2 separate regions of the Sus scrofa genome follow, and region 2 is linked to region 1. A link is a contact called in public HiChIP or PLAC-seq data. All regions are on one chromosome and are shown on one strand. The core of a region is the stretch at or near the end of the contact, and the rest is flanking DNA. Distances in the headings are between cores, read along the strand shown.

What was found. HiChIP or PLAC-seq counts read pairs in DNA pulled down with a chosen protein or histone mark.
Region 2: a contact with region 1 is called in an H3K27ac HiChIP or PLAC-seq map of alveolar macrophages. The contact joins the promoter of MED7 here to the enhancer-like site in region 1. A contact is called at or near these places in 5 of 47 Hi-C or Micro-C datasets (alveolar macrophages, blood, skeletal muscle and 1 more) and 2 of 2 datasets of contacts at active chromatin or transcription factors (alveolar macrophages and skeletal muscle).

Annotation. Positions count from the first base shown.
Region 1 is chr16:65,972,653-65,976,773 of Sscrofa11.1, forward strand. All of the region lies in intron 3 of CYFIP2 (cytoplasmic FMR1-interacting protein 2), which reads right to left. Among named protein-coding and RNA genes, the nearest start is that of CYFIP2, 27 kb to the right of the region's middle. Within about 2 kb of position 2,694, at least 7 of the 83 cell types and tissues checked have an H3K27ac peak or open chromatin away from gene starts, as enhancers often do. A contact at or near this core is called in alveolar macrophages, where this site is marked.
Region 2 is chr16:66,112,627-66,116,414 of Sscrofa11.1, forward strand. MED7 (mediator complex subunit 7) reads left to right here and starts at 2,216. Exons shown (of 2, transcript NM_001044615.1): 1 at 2,216-2,249. The region is part of intron 3 of FAM71B (protein FAM71B); the gene reads left to right.

The DNA of each region.
Region 1 (4,121 bases), core at 1,444-3,943:
ATTCCATTGAGATGAAAGGTTCTAAACAGACAAATCCAAAGAAATAGAAGGTAGATGAGTGGTTGGGGGAAAGTAGAATTGGGAGGGGCTGCTAATGGGTTTGGAATTTCTTTTGGTGATGATGGAAATTAGATTGTGGTGATGGTTGTGTAACATTGGGAATATTCTACACAAACACTAAATGGTATACTTGAAATGGTAAATTCTATGTTGAATGATGCACATCTCAAAAAATACAATAAAAAGAGTATTACCAGATCATTTCTTTTGTGTATGGATACAAAAATGAACCTTGGAGTTCCCGTCGTGGCGCAGTGGTTAACGAATCCGACTAGGAACCATGAGGCTGAGGGTTCAATCCCTGCCTTTGCTCAGTGGGTTAAGGATCTGACGTTGCTGTGAGCTGTGGTGCAGGTTGCAGACGCGGCTCGGATCCCGAGTTGCTGTGGCTGTGGCATAGGCTGGAAGCAAAAGCTCCGATTATACCCCTAGCCTGGGAACCTCCACATGCTGCGGGAGTGGCCCTAGAAAAGGCAAAAAGACCAAAAATTTTAAAAAATTAAAAAAAAAAACAAAAATGAACCTTAACTGGTTTACTTTTTAGTCCACCTCTCATATCTATTTCAAAATATGTTCCTAGCACAAGATGAGTTTTAATTAGGAGTTTATTACTTTTTTATCTTTGTTTTCAACAGCCAATGTCACTGATGAGTCACACTTTCAATTCTTAATTTAGAGAACCTTTAAAATCAGGAACATGTTCTCCTGGAGGCTAGAGAGAACCTGTAGGTGTCCTGCTGCTGTTGCTGCAGAACAAGTGTCAGAAAAGGGTGACAGTAGCTAATGGAGAGAACACTTGCCTACTTCTCAGCATCCGGCCACCCACCGGCAGGTGTGATTATTCTGACCAATTCATCCAGTGAACCCTCCCCTGAGCACTCATGGGTCCCAGGCTCTGTGCTCTGTGCTGGGGCACAGGCCACTGAACAAGGATGACGGGGACTCTGCCCTGTGGACAGTTCAGCTGACCATCAGTCAGATTTGTTACATAATTATGCCTGGAATACAGAGGTCAGGGTGGTGTGGTGAGATGAGCCCTGGGCTCAGCAGACTTGAGTTCTGGTCCTGGTTCTTTGTGGACCTACCTTTTATCTGAAAAATATCACGATTTTCTTGTTTGGAGGCCAAGAGTTGGCCTAAATCACTGGCTTTCAGCCTTGGCTGCCCATGAGTCATCTGGGGAACTTTGAGAATGCCTGATGCCCAGGCCATGCTCCACTGGAATAAAATCATTGTCTCGGGGGGGGGGGGGGGGACAGGCATCAATGATTTTTAATACTTTCCAGGTAATTCCAGTCCAGGTTGCCAGCTGCAGGGCTAAGGACCTCTCAGTCCTTTACATCTGAAGATTTTCTAAGTCCATGACATAAACCCAATGTGAGTTCGGTTCCTATTTCATATAGTGACAAACTGACCTCTCACTGCTTACTCAGGACACTCAGCCCCATCTCACCCCCCAGGAAAGAACTCTTGCTGTTCCTCAGAGGGGATCATTGGCATGGTTTGCACACTTTCTCCTCCTCCTCCTCTCTCTGGCTATCCTGCCCTTTGAGAGACTGACCTCGTCCCAGGGTGGGCAGGAGAAGTTCAAGAAGAGGAGCATCTAATGAAGCCACTTACTTGCTGTTGCTAAGCTACCTTAGAGAAAGGTGCAGGGTGGAAGTTGTGGAGGAAATGATGTTTTGGCATCATCCATGAATACCAACAGTTCACCCTATTTTGACCCCCTCTAAAGCCATATCAACACTATCTCTCTGTTGGTAGAATAATGGTCCCACAAAGACGTCCACATCCTAATCTCCAGAACCTGTGAAAACACCACCTTACACAGCAAAAGGGACTTGACAGGTGGAATTAAGTTAGGAACCTGGAGAGGGGGAGGTTTTCCGCGATTACCTGCCGGACCCAATGGAATGGCAAGGGTCCTGGCAAGTGAAAGAGGGAGGCGGGAGAGCCAGAGCAGGAGCCGTGAGGATGGAAGCAGAGCATGGAGTGGTGGGATTGCTGGCTGGGAGGGGGCTGAGCCAAGGTATGTGGGCAGCCTCTAGAAGCCAGAACAAGGTAACAGATGCTCCTGCAGAGCCTCCAAAAAACAAATGCCAGCCTTAACTCTGTAAAACCCATGTCAGACTTCTGACCTAAAGAACTGTATCTCCACTGAGTGAAGTAAGTCCGACAAAGAGAGACAAACATCATACAGTACCACTTCTATGTGGACACTAATAAAAATGACACAAAAGAACTTATTTAAAAAACAGAAACAAACTCACAGATTTCAAAACCAATCTTACGGTTACCTCAGGGGAAACCGTTGTGGGGAAGGAAGAACTGGGAGCGTGGGAGTAACATCTACACCCTGCTGTACAAAATAGATGATTAACGAGAACCTACTGCAGAGCACAGGAAAGTCTGCTCAATAGTTGGTAATAACCTATACAGGGAAAAAAGAATGGCTATATTTGTATGTCTGACTGATTCACTCTGCTGTACATCTGAAACTCATACATTGTAAGTCAACTATACCCCAATAAAATTGAATTAAAGCAAATAAACTTGTATAGTTGTAGGACACTGCTCTGGGCCCATCTGTTACAGCAGCAGTAGGAAATGAATACCCTTCCCCTCCACACGGGCGCTTCCTCTGACTTCCCCATGGGCGCCCCCACCTGGCATTTCCAGGAAACCTCTGTCAGCACTGTTCTGCCCCCCAGAGCTCCAGGGCCCAGCAGACTGTGAAGCCAGCAGACTACGGCAGGTTGACCTTCACTGTCTCTCCTATGCCTGTCCCCTTAGCCACCCCTCCCAGCTTGGCCCTCATTCAGCCCTCGATGCCTCCAGTGTAGATAAGTTTATCTCAGTGGATGTACTCGCCTCGCTCACACCTCCTCACTGTTCATTCTGCACAAAACAAATGAAGCGTATGCCCCAAGCGTAACTCTGTTGGTATTTCTCCCATCAATGAAAAATTTCCATCGCTGCCAATTTCTGATTAAATGCATGGAAGCTCTCTGTGATGGGCTGACTTGTGTCCCTCCAAATTCATATGTTGAAATCCTAACCCTGGTACCTCAGAATGTGACTCTGTTGGGAGACAGGGCCTTTAAAGAGGTGATTCACTTAAAATGAGGCCCCTTCGGTGGACTGCAATCCAATCTGACTGAATTTGGACACACAGACAACATACATGTGCTCACACAGAGAAAAGACCGTGTGAGGACACGGCCAGAAGGCGGCCACCTGTAAATCATGCAGAGGCCTCAGGAGACGGCAACCCTGCTGACATCTTGATATTGGACTTCTTGTCTCCAGAACTGCGAGATAATACGTTTGTTATTTAAGCCACGCCATTTGTGGTATTTTATTACGGCGGCTCTACTGAACTAATACACCCTAGATGCACTGACCTTATCTAATTTGTCATAAATAATACAGAATATTTCCCTCTATGGACTTTACAGTCCAAACCCAGGCAGTCTCTGAAAACTTCTGCCTCTGTGCCTTTGCTCATCCTGCATCCCCTAGCTAGGCCCTCCCCGTCTCACCTCTGACAGATAAAATTCTCATTGTGTGGGACAGCAGAGGTCAGTGGAAAGAGATCATGGCTGGGAATCGTAAGTCCTGGATTCAAGGTTCAACCCTGTGATTTACTAATTGTGGGATCATGAGCTATTGGCTTATTAAGTCCTCTAGGTCTCAGTTTTCTCATCCCTAAAATGGGTATAATGATCTCTTTGCAAGTCTCAGGGCTGTTACAAGGTTCCAATGATATCATGTATGAGAATACCTTAGAGTTTAAAGTACTATGTGTGTGTGTGTGTATATATATATATATATATATATATATATATATAGTTATAGTATATATATATATAGTTATAATGTGTGTATATAGAAGGCCCTAGTCAAAAACCACTTCCTTCATTAAGCTTTCTCCGACCCTCTCACTGCCCCTTAAAAACTCTGAACTATCACCATGTCTCGTTCCTTTAACTTTGTACATTTTTATTTGTCTGCAGCATCGCCTAGAGCACAGGTTTTGTGTTCAAACAGACTTGGATTTA
Region 2 (3,788 bases), core at 966-3,465, 140 kb after region 1:
AAAGGGTCTGAGTGCAAAAGAGAGGATGTTGCCTCTTCCTGGATATCACCTGCGTAGCATCACCTAGAGAATATCCCGCTAAGAACTGAGAACTGAGTCCTGGGGCAATTCGAATGATTGAATGTGCCAAAGGCTGCTGAGAGTAGAATAAAATGAGGACTAAGAATGCCCATTGGAGGGAGATCCCTTGTGGTACAAAGGGTTAAGGATCTGGTGTTCTCACTCCAGCCTCTCAGGTTGCTGCTGTGCTGCAGTTTTGATTCTGGTCCAGGAACTTCCACACAAAAAACAAACAAACAAACAAAAACAAAAACAAAAACAAAACCCTTAGAGGACACCATGTAGGTCACGTTGGTCTCAGGGAAGGGAGAAAAGCCTGAATGGAGTACGATCAAAAGTGAACATGTTTCAGAGTTCCTGCTGTGGCTCAGCGGTTAACGAATCCGACTAGGAACCATGAGGTTGCGGGTTCGGTCCCTGCCCTTGCTCAGTGGGTTAAGGATCCAGCGTTGCCGTGAGCTGTGGTGTAGGTTGCAGACGCAGCTCGGATCCCAAGTTGTTGTGGCTGTGGCATAGGCCAGCAGCTGTAGCTCTCATTCAGCCCCTAGCCTGTGAACCTCCATGTGCCACAAGTGTGGCCCTAAAAAGTCAAAAAGCCAAAAAACGAAAACAAAAAAAAAGTGAACATATTTCTTCAACAAATAAATTGATGTGTGTGGGGGGGGGGACTGAAATGGAGGAAGGAAACTATAGATTAAAAGATAATAGAAAGAGGAGTTCCCATTGTGGCTCAGCAGTTAATGAACCTGACTAGCATCTGTGAGGATGAAAGTTTGATCCCTGATCTTGCCCAGTGGGTTAAGGATCCAGCTTTGCCCTGAGCTCTGGTGTAGTTCACAGACGTGGCTTGGATCTTGCATTGCTGTGGCTGTGGTCTAGGTCAGCAGCTACAGTTCCAATTAGACCCCTAGCCTGGGAACCTCCATATGCCCTGGAGTGTGGCCCTAAAAAGCCAAAAAAAAAAAAAAAAAAAAAAAGATAATAAAAAGATACATCAGCTAGTCACAAAAGACTTCATTGCATCTTCAGACATTTGGTATTTTCATACTGATTTCATTGATGAAACTAAATCAAGTTATTAACTTATTTTTAAATGAGACAGTGGTTCTGTGGTTCAATGAAAACAACAATAAAACCCCCAAACAAGTCTTTATCTTTCAGAAATGCATACTGAACTGAAATAATGTCTATAGGTAGATAATTATTGAAATTGAAAGTAGAGACTATTCTCTACTTCTATATATGTTTGGAACGCTTCATAGTAAGTTTTAAAAACTGGAATAAAAAAATCTTTTTTTTTTTTTTTTTTTTTTTTTTGTCTTTCTGTCTTTTTAGGGCTGCACCCACTGCATATGGAGGTTTCCAGGCTAGGAGTCCAATTGGAGCTGTAGCTGCCAGCGTAAGCCAGGGCCACAGCAAGGCGGGATCCGAGCCGTGTCTTGGTAGCATGCTTTTTTGTAAGATTCCCACAAATTTAGAAATGTGTAGCACTTCTTGAAAGTCGCCTCCAGAAGAAACTCTTACATATCGTTTTGTTTTATGCTTGTTAATTTGTTGCCTGGAAATGTAACAGAATCTGAATACGTGAATAAAACTGAATGGACGGTGAAGAAATATAAATTAAGAATATGTTGCTTCCCAACCATTTTCACACATATTTCGAGATTAAGATTTCCATGTTCCAAATTATTTCCAGCATGTGGAGTCCAATCTCATTTCTTAAGGTTATTTTTAAAATTATTTATTTATGTATTTATTTAAATGTTGTTTTTGACAGTGGGGTAACATTTTTTTAAATGTAACGTTTAAAAATAGCTGCTTGTCTCTATTTTTTAAAGTTTATGTAAGGCATATGGATGCTTTAATTTTAAGCGTTAAAAAAAAACAGCAAAAAAAGAAACGACGCTACCACGTGCCACTGCTACTGATAGAAAAAGCACAAGAAAAGACTCCAACACCCCAAACCCTGCGGCTGCCGCCAAATCGCGGAAAGAGCGGGGAGAGAGGAGGTTATGCGCAGGCGCAATAGCGAGCCATCGGTCTGAGGCGGGACTAGAGCCTGGGTTAAAGGACAGCTCTTTCCGCCAGTCAAGAGACAGCACCAGTAGCTTCTTCCGGGAAGAGGAGGCCGGAAGTTGGACTTCGGCTGTGGTGGCGAAGGCGGTTACCAGTGTAAACCCAGTACCGAGGTGAGTGGGCGGCGACGACTTGGGGCTCGGTTCCGTCCGCTGCATTTCTCCTTCCGGACCCCGCCGCTTCCTCCCGGCGGGCTGGGAGTGGTGGGAGGCTTGGCGCATAGTGTGCTCGCCCACCTTCCTCTCCCGCGCCCTTCGGGGAGCGCGGCCTCCCCGACCCCCGCGGAGCCGCCGGGTAGAGCGCCTGGAGGAAGGTGCTCTCCGCGCAGTGGGCTGCGGGCTGCTTCCGAGTCGGGATCTCGAGCTGCGCCGGAGGTCCGGGGAGCTGAGTTCCAGTCGTGTGCCGCTGGTTTGTGTAGCCTCTGCAAGTCTCTTGGCCCCTCCGGCTTTATGAGATAACCAACCCTCCCTCGGGGATCAGTCCTCTAATCACATGAAATAGTGGGAGGCTGGGAAGGAGGTAGAACTATAGCCTCATCATCAGATCATCCAGAGAGGTTTTGAAGGCAGCTTTTAAGCGTCCCCCTTCACAGTAGAGAAGTGAGCAAAACCTCTGGGACTGGCACCCTGGAATACCTTTCTGTTTTAGTTAAGTCCTCCAAAACGAAACAGACACTGAAAGGTGGATCTTCAATCTGATCACCACCTGTGATGCCTGGCGCTGGTTTTACCAGAGACTTCCATCGCTTTTGACAAGTTCAGCTGAGAGAAGTGATGGAGAGAGAAACATAATTTCTGTAGTATATCAAGTTTTTTTTGTATTGTTAGGCTCTTGGTACTTCACTGATTTGAGAGAGCTTGATGGTGCAACAAAAAGGACCTAGATAAGAATTCCTGCTCTGCCATTTATTAGCTTTTTGATCTGGTTGCAGACACTCCCTCTCAATGAGACAGACTTGTAATTATCAGCTCTAAAATGAAATCGATAGTGGTATTAAACTCACAGAAATATTACGAAGCTTAAGTAAGGGAGGGTATAAAACAGTGATACTGGAGTTCCCGTCGTGGCGCAGCGGAGAGGAATCCGACCTGGAACCATGAGGTTGCGGGTTCGACTCCTGGCCCACTCAGTGGGTTAAGGATTTGGCCTTGTGGTGAGCCGTGGCATTGGCCGCCAGCGGTAGCTCGGAATTGACCCCTAGCCTGCTTCTGAAATTGGGAAACCTGCTTCTAAAATTGAGACGGCCACTCTGAGGGCACCGAGAGGAAGGGGAGTGTTCTGGGAGCCCCAGGTCCGGGATCCAGGGCCCACTGCATGGAAGGTGTTCTGATGTTTGTTGAATGATGGAATAGTTGAAATCTTAATAGTCTGTTAGATGGGAAGGATCCTTTTTAAAATTTGCTTTTAACGGTGCATTAGTCTGAATGTTTTCAAGCTTTTATTCACATTTCCATTTTCTTTGTCATCTTTTGCCTGTTTTTCTATTAATTTTTAAAAATATAGGTTAAAAACAACCACAACTCATTGAATCTTTATTGAGGATTTAGCACCTTCTAGGCATTGCTTGAAATACTGGAGGTACATTTTTGAATAAGACAGACAGTTCCTGAAGTCGTAGTGCTTTTCTTCTTGTGGGGATGGAGTCAGTAAAA